Linked DNA regions of Zea mays: region 2 is linked to region 1. The links are chromatin contacts, called in public Hi-C maps. All regions are on one chromosome and are shown on one strand. The core of a region is the stretch at or near the end of the contact, and the rest is flanking DNA. Distances in the headings are between cores, read along the strand shown. Region 1 holds the start of LOC100191856 (chorismate mutase). Region 2 holds the start of LOC100285564 (dihydroflavonol-4-reductase).

Region 1 (5,652 bases), core at 1,275-3,774:
CTCTTTTTTTAGGATCTTCGGCTACGAAGCATACTCCCAACAGCCGCCCTCCTTTGACGGAGTCTTTTCTTCATTTTTCTCTCACGAAGATCCGGGCTTTCCCCCGGTGATCATCTCCCTTTTGGCGTGTTCTCCCGACATTACTTCTAGTTGTTAGACTCTAATGAAGTACTGGGCTTTGATAGCAATTGAAAGTCTCCTAGATGGGGGGGGGGTGAATAGATGAAACCTGTAAATTATACACTTTGAACACGTACTTCACCTAGGGTTAGGATTAGAAACAAATAATAATGAATACGGAGTGCGGAAGAGAGTTCTTCTTGCTATGAGTTGTTCAATCAATGTAGATAACTTTGGGAGCTAACTCATAGGATTGTGAGCAAGAGAACTTTTAGAGAGAGGGGAGAGGGAGAATCAAATCACAAGTTAATGATCAAAGCAAATGAACACAACGATTTGTTTCCCGAGGTTCGGTTCCCTCTCTCAACCGATCATCTAGACCGATTGAGTGCTTCTTCTTAATCTCAAGGATCACAAAGATCCCGCAAGGATCACCACACACTAAGGTGTCTCTTGCTAGCTTTACAAGTCACTTAGAGAGTTTAGAAGGAGATGAAGAAAGCATGATTAAAAAGTCAAGCAACAAGAGCAACAAATAAAACACGAATCACACTATCTCAAGTCACTAATCACTATTGATCCCTTGTCTTAATTGTGGGACTTGGAGATGATTGGAAGCTTTGAATGTGTCTTGGAATGAATTCCTTGCTCTTGTATTGAATGTGGATGCATTGAATGCTTGGGTGTGCTGAATGGAGGTGGTTGGGGTTGTATTTATAACCCCCACCACAATTATAACCGTTGGAGAGAAAGGAGCAGCTTTCTGTAGACGGGTGCACCAGACAGTCCGGTGCACACCGTACACGACACTATTCATTGTCCGGTGCCTGCCACGTCACTCGACCGTTGGCATGTGTAGCAGTCATTCGTTGGATCCGCCTGCCCCTGTGGCGCACCGGACAGTCCGGTGCGACCTGACGCCTGACCGTTTATGACTTTCTGACGGTTTCTGACTCCGGTGGCAGTCGACCATTGGCGAAGTTGACCGTTGGCCGTGGGCTCACCGGACAGTTCGGTGCACACCGGACAGTCCGGTGAATTATAGCCGCGGAGCGCTGAGTTTTTTCCGAGAGCGGTCTGTCCGTTGGGCGCACCAGCCTAGGCACCGAACACTGTCCGGTGCATTGCAGGCTGGTGCAAGTCTGATTCGCCCCATATTTATAGAAACGACCTAAGGGTCCATTTTCCTTACAAATGTATATGAACTTTATGCATCGGAGAAAAGACCAACTAGGCAAACTAGTTAGTCCATAAGTTTTGTGATGGTCGTCAAACACCAAAATCGATTATAGGAGATGGTTGAGGCTATTTCCCTTTCACGTGGTAACGACTACTTCAGTGCGTAACGATTACATCAACGGTAGGGCAACACGTGATGGCCCAAATTGGAAGGTCCCAATCAAGATACCAGAGGCTTACTACTCTTCTCGGTCCGGTGGTGCACCGGACTGATCTAGTGCGCCACTGCGCAGAGCAGTTTTTGGAGGAAACTCCAATGGCTACCACAACACATTCTTGTCATTCTACATAGACCTGATCACTGTTCTGAGTAGTTCTAGACATTCTTGTGAGAGCGTGCTTTCGAGATCTGCATTCTTATGTCGTGTGGCTGTGTTTTGCTCTTGCGTTGTGTTCTACTCCTCCCTCTTGCTGTTATTTGGAGTTGCAACTTCTATTGAACTTGTGTATGACTGCAAGAGACTCCGATCTGTGGAGATCCTTGCGAGGAGATCTATATTTGATAATGAAGATTGTGGGCTTAAGGTGATCATTGGATCACTTGAGAGATATTGAGTGCAACCCTCGTCAGTTGAGACACCACAACATGGAGTAGACAAGCATTTGAGGCTTGATGGAGCCACGAGAAAAATCATTGTGTCTTGTGTGCTCTATTTTCATTAGGATTCACTCTTAAGTTCTTGTTTCATTTTTCACATGTAATATTGCTCAAATTAATTCCGCAATGTTGTGAGCAACCAAGTGCAAGAACTTCTCTCCTTCTCACTCTTATGGATCTAGTTTTGTACTAACTTTTAATTTGTGTGCCAAGTTTGTGTTTAAGTTGTGAATTTCAGGTATCACATATTCACCGCTTCTAGGTGACTATCAACAATACTGTTTTGTTATTTCAGTGTTTTTGATTCAGTAATAGTAGTTTTTTTGAATGTCTGGTCGTTCGATTACAAGGATATTTATACCCGCCACCATATCACGCATACTCACGCTTACACACCTCAAATCTCTCAAATACTCCATTCCACGCTGCTATAGTTGGTGTTAGGCTTGATCAGCCGCTGACCATGTCTTTTTTCTGTTTCCACGCTTGAGCGGTCACTGCAGTACTGCACTTGGAGCTTGGAGATGGAGAAAACCGGTCATCTTGGGTCCCATTGGTGATTGGCCACTCCGACCATTTCCACCAACGGTCTGGACGGGTGGACTGACCACAAGTCGCCGACTCGCCATCCGCGTCAACACCACTGCAACCACCACCGCCGTGTGGGAGGCCCAAACCACGCGCCTTTCCCCACTGCACCAGGCAACCCACCAGCAGGCCGCAGTTCACGCTTGGCTGACGACCGACCCCCATTCGTTCTAGCCCTCCCTCCGACACTCCGATCCATTACTCGCTATGGACGCGGCGGGCGGCGACCAGCTAAGCCTGGCCGCGGTGCGCGACGCGCTGGTGCGGCTGGAGGACTCCGTGGTGTTCGCGCTCATCGAGCGCGCCCGGCATCCGCGGAACGCGCCAGCCTACGCGCCCGCCGCCACCGCTGGAGAACATTCGCTCGTGGAGTTCTTCGTCCGGGAAGCAGAGGCCCTCAACGCAAAGGCAAGCCTCTTCCTTTTTCGTGCTTTTCTTGTTCGTCCCTCAGTTTCCTCTGTTATTAAGACTTGTATTGCCTTGCCTGGATGAGGAACTACGCGGATGGGGCCAAACCACTGCGCTCTCAAGTTCTTGGTCGGGCAGAACCTATCGTTTGTTATTGTAAACGTGGTCAGCTTACCTATGATTCAAGGTGGCAAGATTTTTAAACGCCTAGACACCCCCGTTGGTTGTGTTTGGAATTCAGCTGAAACGTAGAGGCTACAGTTATCGCCATTGCAGATTACCTATTTTTGTCTGGTGAAATGCTCAACTTAGGTTTGATCTAAAAAAAATTTGGTCGGAGAGAGAAAGACCGTCCTCCTGATATTATATTTAAAAATAGATCGAAACATGATTACGGTCGAGAAAATTCTCGAACCGTGGCCCCATCCACTCTGCAACGACCAACCGAAGGGTGGGCGGGTGAGGCACAACAAAGGGATTTTTTTAACCAAGTCAGAAATTTGCCCTCGAGGGGGATCGAGAAGACAGGACCTAGAGGTGGTACTCGGAAGCATTAACCATTACGCTAGATGCCCTTAAGCACTTAGGTTTGATCTAACTAGTAAAGTAAACCAGCTGTAAAACTTCAGTACGAAATAAGTGCTTCTTCTTTTAGGTTCACATTATATGCAATCACTCCTTGATGAAACCCAGATCTTACCGGGGTAGAGATGGATTTGGTTCTTTGAGCACCCTTGACACTTCTCTACATGGCTTTCCACTGTGTTGATTTGAAGAACTGAATCCTATCTCTATTTGTTCGTTTCAAATTCACTTGGCACGAAAAAAATAAAATGTACTTCTTGTTATTTATCTAACTGAGTAACTAATATGATCAATCATTGTTTACTGATATTTCACTGGACAAGGAGAATGCCAAAACATTTATTTAAGTGGTTAAGAATGTTCTTACCCAAGCCAAATATCACAGAGGGTTTAGAGGCTACTGGTGGTATTGCTGCACATATACTGCAGCAATAACATTCTGTGATATCTTCTTCGCAATCTGAATACATGTGTGAATTTTTGTATACTGCAATAGTTAACACTCTTGTGCAATCTCTCAATACAAATGTGAGTTCTTGTAGGCTGGACATTATCAAAAGCCAGAAGATGTTCCATTCTTCCCTCAAGATCTACCCTCACCTCTCTTTCCTACAAAGCCTTCCCCAAAGGTGCACATCATCAGGCATTAACCTTGCAATATCAAGAACTGATGATATGATAATTGCTGAGATGCTGAACTTCTATTGCTTTTTATTAGGTCTTGCACCCTTTTGCTTCATTGGTCACCGTGAATGATGCAATATGGAAAATGTATTTTGATGAATTGCTCCCGTTATTCACTGTTGATGGTGATGATGGCAGCTATGCACAAACAGTTGCACTGGATTTAGCGTGTCTGCAGGTATGAGTTTATGTTAAAATTTCTTTAACTACAGGAATAAATGCAAATTGCCAGCCTTTTAATTGGAAATTGACAATTGCTGTATGCCTGTAACATACAAGGTTTGTCTCTTGTAGGTTCTATCACAAAGAATTCATATTGGTAAATATGTTGCTGAGGTGAAGTTCAAAGACGCTCCTCAAGAATATAGTCGACTAATAAAAGAAAAGGTCAATCTACTGAATATCTCAATCTCTTCCTCAAATTACCTTAAATTTACAGGCTTGGTAAGTTCGGTAGTATTATGTATAGCAATACAAGAAATGTTTGGTGTTCCCAAAGGCTACACATTGGTGCACCTTGATAGTTGGAATTCAACTAAGAAATCAGCTTAGGGCTTGCTTGGATCTGCTAGCACTTAAAGTTAGCTAGCTAATAGCGGCTATTTTTTAGCTAGCTAAGTTTTAGCAGGAGGCTGTTTGGATCCACCTGCTAATAGGTGGTTGGACAGTGATTTGAAAGTGTAACATGAACTATTGGCACCTATTAGCAACTCCAAACCTGCTAATGGAACTAATACTTAGCAGCCCTTCAGCTAATAATTAGCAGATTTATTAGCAGGACTGTTTGGATCTACTAGTACTAACTTTAGCTGCTACCTTTTAGTGCTAATGGATCTAAGGTACTAAGGTACTAACTTTAGCCCTAATTTCCTTCAAATGAATAGCATTGTATTTGCATGTTATAAATATAAGTATATGCTACTAAGGTATTCTATCACATTACCACGTCTTTAGACTGCTTTGAATGTGCTTTAGACATGAGGCTCAAGAACACAGACCAACTATGCTTTCATCTGACTGTCAATGCAGGACAGCAATTCTCTGATGGATATGCTGACATTCAAGGCTGTGGAAGAGAAGGTCAAGAAGAGAGTAGAGAAGAAGGCTAGGACGTTCGGGCAGAACGTCACCTTGGATGACAATGCCACTGCTGGTGACAGCGAGTGCAAGGTCGATCCCAAAGTGCTCTCCAAGCTGTATGATCAGTGGGTGATGCCACTGACCAAGGATGTCGAAGTCGAGTATCTCCTGCGCCGCCTCGACTGATCAGTGATCACCCGATTAGCTGTAGCTGCGAACTTTATGTACGCGTGGGTTTCAGTTTGCTTTGCACATGCCCTTTATGGCTTTATCGTTCAAACTCAACTACGAGAGAACGTTACCAGGATCTGGCCTTCGTCTTTGTCAGCCTGCTTGCCCGTCATCTGCAT
Region 2 (5,652 bases), core at 1,906-4,405, 170 kb before region 1:
ACTGAAGATAATTGACGGAATTAAAATCCTATTCTTATTTAAATTTGAATAAGAAGGAAATTCTAGCCCATCCAATCCCTCCAATTTTGTGGCTCCTAAACTAGCCCTAAGATCATGTAAAATACCGTTTTCTATCTCAGTTTGTATTCCGAGAAACAGGACACGTAGAAACGGGTTTTCTGCTGAACCGATGCGTAGACTGACTTGTTCCTTGTTGAACTCAGGCTAGTACAGACAAGCAAGATGTGTAGAATAAGCCGCAGCTGACCAGCGCATGCAGTCAAGAGGTGGGCGGGCATGCTTCCATCATCGCTGAAATCACCCTGCAGACTTCGCATTTTGCTATGTAAAGAACAGACTACCCAGACAAGGATGTGTATAGTTGTAGTGCAAAAGCAACAGGATGCACCATAGACAGAGACAAGACATTTTTGCTATGTAAGAACAGACTGCCCAAAATCTTTTAATAACCAATCAAATGAACGGCTTGTTCTGACAAAAAAACACATGGCCAGTTTGAGCACGTGTGCAGATCCACCTCAAAGTTTCGAAACGATTTCGGGTGGTGGCTGTGATGTCGTTTGAGGCAGGCAGCTGCGTCGTTCAGGCACCTGGAACAACAAAAAAAGGCAACAGTAAGAATATGTGCACATGAAACGTAAGCTCTGTGTGTTCAAGTGATCTTCAAGGGGTGTTCTCTTTTTTTAGTGTTATTACCTTGGCGCCAGATGTCTTCGGGAGGAACCCCTTGTCTTGAAGGGACTTCACTGCTTCGTACAGGTACCCATGCACTGGCGTGAACTTGACGCCAAGGTCCTTCAGAGGTTGGTTCGTAAACTTGTAGCCCTTCTTCAGTGGGTTCACCTGATCCTTGCACCTGCAAAAACAAAACAAAAAAATAGCATGCTATCAGTGTAGTGCTGCAACAGCAAAGAGCAAATGCATTTGTCTCGAAGCAGTTTGGGACTCCAGACAGGCAGACACCATGTATATATGTTGTTGTTGCTATATCTTCAAAACAAGGTGATGTTTTTTTTTTCTTTTTTGCCTTGAGGTACCCCTAGGGTCGTCCATCCATGTGCTGCCTTCAAAGGAAAGAATAGGCATTGCTTTGCTTTTAAGGAATCGTCCAAGGCACCGGTCAGTCGGTCACACCTACCTCTTCAGTTTATCAGCATAACATTTGCAATTGCAAGCCAAGCGCAGTTACTAAATTAAAATTCATTCGGTTTTTTCTGACCGGCTCGTCCTATTCATTTTTTTTGGAAAAATTGAAAAATTCAATGCCACATTTAAAGTAAAACAATATCACCGCGAAAAATAACAATAATTATAAATTTTTTAAATAAGATAAGTCAGTCAAACTTAGAGTAAAAAATCAAGCGAATTATAAATTAGAACGGAGAGAGTAAGAAAAGACTGGGCCGCATGATCATTCACATGACTAAAATGCACTCCGGGTTTCAGTTTTCTATTACGTGGAGTATCTTGGCTTATCTAAGCATGGATACCCATCATCTGACTCGTAGCTAACAAAGTACTGTGCAGCATCATCAGATGGACTTTTCTATCCATGGAGAGCTATTCTTGACCTTGTCCAAAGGACATTAACTAGTCGTTACTGAGCAGACCAACTAGGCTACTCGTCATAAACCCTCCTGGCCATGGATTTCTTCAAATATCATCGTGCACAAGTTGAATTTTTGGAGCAGTCCACCACTATTTCCTTTGATAGCACATTGTTCGAAACGACGAAACCATTATTAAAATGCCCATACCTTGTCGGAATAGGGTACTCCGGGAAGAGTCCGGCGAGGATGCGGCAGAGCTCGCCGCGGTGCAGGGTGCGCTCGGCGCAGACGTACCGGCGGCCGCCGGCTCCGGGCGCCTCCAGCACCCTGACGTGCGCCTCGGCGGCGTCCCTGACGTGCACGTAGGCGTGCGACTCGTTGACGTACTCCTTTGTCTGTCCCGTGAGGTACTTGAGGATGTGCAGGGTGCTGGTGTTCATACTGGGCTGCAGCAGCTCGCCGAGCACCACCACCGGGATGACCACCGCCAGGTCCAGCCCCCGCGCCCGCGCCGCCTCCCACGCGCCCTGCTCCGCCACCGTCTTTGCGTAGCAGTACCAGTTCTGTGAGAATTCATTCATTCCAACGGCGTCAGGACTCAGGACTGGCCGCGCGCCGGAGCGGGGGTTCTTTCTTTTGTACTAATTGATTCGCAGGCCGGGCGAGAGTTTTTTGTTTACCTCGGTGCTCTTGCAGTACTCGAGGTCGCTCCAGCTGGAGTCGCCGAGCGGGGCGTCGGGGTCGCGGCGCGGGTCCATGTACATGGTGCCGATGGTGGAGGACAGCACCAGGCGCCGCACGCCGGCGTCCGCCGCCGCCTCCACGACGTTCCGCGTCCCGGCGATAATCGGCTCGATGATCTCCTCCTGCAAGCCAGGGGTGAATGAGAAGCTTCAGTTTTAATCCTTGCGCTCTCGTGTTGTACTGCTTCCAAGGAGAGGGCAAGAGGCGAGGTCTCGTCATTGGCGGGCGGGCGGGCGGGCGGCGGTGCTTACGGGGTTGTCGTGCATCGGCGAGGCGGTGTGGATGACGCCGTCGCAGCCGCGGAAGGCGGCGCGGAGGCTGGCGCGGTCGAGCAGGTCCACCTGCAGCATGGTGAGGCGCTCCGCCGCGCCGTCGAGCGCCCACAGGTGCGCGTTCTTGGGGTCAGCAGCTGCGCCGCCAGCCGAGTCGGGATTCGAGAGATCCAGCCGCCGCCACAAGCGACAGCCAAAGACAACCCGTCACGTCAGAGACATTCCGGCGCTTTTGTTGGGATTGCGAGGAGGAGAGGAGACGGAACGGACAACGGAGAGAGAGGGAGGGAGGGGAGGAGCAGGCAGCGACCAGCGCGTACCAACCTTCGCGGCGGGAGGTGCCCCGGACGGCGTACCCGCGGGCGAGGAGGATCTTGACGATCCACGAGCCGATGAAGCCGCCGGCGCCGGTGACGCACACGACGGCGGCCATCGCGCGCTGTCGCCCAGTCCCTTCTTCTTCCTCCTCCTCTCGAGCGTGACGGGCGCCGGGCGGGCGGTGATGCTGGTGCCGGTGCCGGGTGGGTGCGCCGCGCACGGACGGCCGGACGGGTGAATGGGTTCGTCCGAGAGCGGGCTGAGCAAATAGGGGCAAGCATTTATCCGCGGAATCGGGACGAAATGGTACGGTGAAGGGGCGGAAATGGCACAGAACGCGGGTGTCTCAAGGCGGTCGCGGTCGCACCAGGCCGTCATGTGAAACGCGAGTGCTACGACCTTGACGGCGACGAAGACCAACACCACCAGTGGATACCGCGCCTGGTGTGTGTGTCTGTCAACCTTGAATACAAATGCCAACGGCGAACCGTCATCCCATTATCATTTTCTGCCTATTGTGTTAAACGTGTGGTACAGGTAATAGTGCAGGAAGCCGTCTCTAATCTCTTGTTTATGACTGCCAGTGCCACCAGCCACCAGCAGCTGTTTCTGTACTGCTGGTAATAGTACTAGCAATAATAATCACGCTGAAAAAATGGTGCCCTGCAAGCACAGCAGGGATCACGTGCCCGGACACGTCGCAGTTGTTTGGTGGGGCTCCGCTCATGCCACTTGCCAGTGTCGTGCGGGGTCGGTGAAAGGGAGGGAAACGTCGCGGCCTTGTGCGACGCGCTGAAGGATCGGAGCCACCAGTGGCCAGTGGGTGATGCATCGCTGGGCCCTCGACGTCCACGTCGGCACGAATCCTCGGTGCCTGCCGACGCAAATCTTTGCTAACTCCAAAACATCTAAACTGATAGACTTTTGTTACCTACAATCCTATGTTTCTGATTCGGTTTTCTAAAACAAAATACAGATACATCCTATATTATATTAGTTGGCAGAGGTTCATATCATATCAGGACAGGGAAGGCGGAGAGGATCATATCATATCAGTGAGGAAGCACACGGCGAGAAGACGCGGGAAACCACTGCTACGGACGCACGCGAATGGATTAGGGAGAGTCCTGGTTCCCGCAAATATGCAGGAGGGAAGCTATCGATGCGGGGGAAGCGAAAAAATGGGAAAACAATAGGCGTCTGTTGGAGAGGAGTTATCGTCCTTTTTTCTTAAAAAATATTTTGAGGTTGTTTTAGCATCTCTTTTGGATTTTCTCTAATACCCATCCATTTTTGGATACTCATTACATCCTTTGCGTACCCACCCAAAAATACATCTTCTATTTGACTACCATTATCTCTAACAATAACCATCTAGACCGAATTTTTTACATTTTGGTCCTTTCTCGGAAAAAAATCACGTTTAGACACTAGAAAATTTTAATGTCATTTTTGGACCCTTTGCTCGGCGCCGTAGCCTATGGCGCCGAGGTAACACAGCTCGACGCCATAGGCTATGGCGCCGAGGTACGTGCTGCGCTGGCGACGTGATATCGAGCTCGGCGCCATAGATCTTGGCGACGAGCTTAGTTGTGTACATGAAACTTGTCTAGCTCAGTCGGTAAAGCACAAGTGGTTGTGGGTTCGAGCCACACAGTGGATGTTTTTTAATACTTTTTGTCTTTTTCACTGATTTTTTTTTGTTGTCCAGATTTTTCGTTTATGTCGCTGATTTGTCCGTCCAGATTTATTTCTCATCTATATTTTTTTTGTTTTTATGACTAATTTGTTTATTCGTCCAGATATTTTTTTTGTTTATCCGGCGAGCACAACGGCTGTGTGCCACAGTGGCCGTGAGCCGTCAACTTTCCCCCTTGTTTGCTCAGCTAACCTACACCTAGGAAAATCAAACTGAACCGCAAATAGACTATAATGTTTAAAACTTCTTTTGGAAATGCAATTTGAAGATTAGCATAGGAATAACAATTATGTTTCTCTTTATCAACCAAAAAGTGACCTACAAAATAATAGCATGGTTAGATCTATGCATCGTTCCCTTGATGGGAACTCAGCATTGAATGGAAAGGTTAATTAAATCTGCGGATTAACTATACTGTTTAGTTTAGTAGTATGTAAATTAAATATAAAAGTGAGGGACTGTACAGTCCCCCTACACACAGACACAAGCTCACAAAGTATTTTGTCCACTTGAAAAACTTAAATTTGTTTGAAAAACGTCATGGTAAATGGAGGGAATGGAATTAGGTATCACCTAGTGGAGTAATTTATGTAGTAAATTCTAAAATATATCATCCATGAGACAAGTATATAATAAGTATACTTTTATTTAGTGCAGAGGAAAAAAAGATAAATATGTGTGCTTCTTTTTACTGGGAATATGTTATTATGTATTTAGAATTTATGTTCAAAAGAACTCAATGAAAATATAATATTTTTATTTGGTCACGATTGAAGTAAGAGTGTTCTTATTCGATTTTTATTGTGGTTAGTTGAGCAAATAAGGGGAGGAGTTGACGGCTTGCGACCACTATGGCACACAGCCGCTGTGCTGACCGGATAAAAAAAATCTGGACGAATAAACAAATTAGTCACAAAAACAAAAAAAAGATGGACGGACAAATCAGCGACATAAACGAAAAATCTGGACAAAAGAAAACAAATAAGTGACAAAGACAAAAAGTATTAAAAAACGCCCATCGTGGGGCTCGAACCAACGACCACAAGGT

What was found. Hi-C and Micro-C count contacts between places; a contact is called where the count stands out from the background.
Region 2: a Hi-C map of leaf shows a contact between it and region 1, with 2.4 times the contacts expected there. The contact joins the promoter of LOC100285564 here to the promoter of LOC100191856 in region 1. A contact is called at or near these places in 12 of 25 Hi-C or Micro-C datasets (bundle sheath, ear, leaf and 1 more).

What each region holds. Positions count from the first base shown.
Region 1 is chr5:94,294,250-94,299,901 of Zm-B73-REFERENCE-NAM-5.0, reverse strand. It overlaps LOC100191856 (chorismate mutase), which reads left to right and starts at 2,524. Exons shown (of 5, transcript NM_001137280.2): 1 at 2,524-2,953; 2 at 4,081-4,167; 3 at 4,257-4,400; 4 at 4,517-4,609; 5 at 5,252-5,652. The coding sequence starts at 2,753. The coding sequence ends at 5,488.
Region 2 is chr5:94,461,616-94,467,267 of Zm-B73-REFERENCE-NAM-5.0, reverse strand. It overlaps LOC100285564 (dihydroflavonol-4-reductase), which reads right to left and starts at 3,155. Exons shown (of 6, transcript NM_001158455.2): 1 at 2,912-3,155; 2 at 2,567-2,724; 3 at 2,252-2,437; 4 at 1,779-2,134; 5 at 718-877; 6 at 186-611. The coding sequence starts at 3,020. The coding sequence ends at 540. It overlaps LOC118472037 (a long non-coding RNA gene), which reads left to right. Exons shown (of 5, transcript XR_004849520.1): 3 at 225-635; 4 at 709-1,140.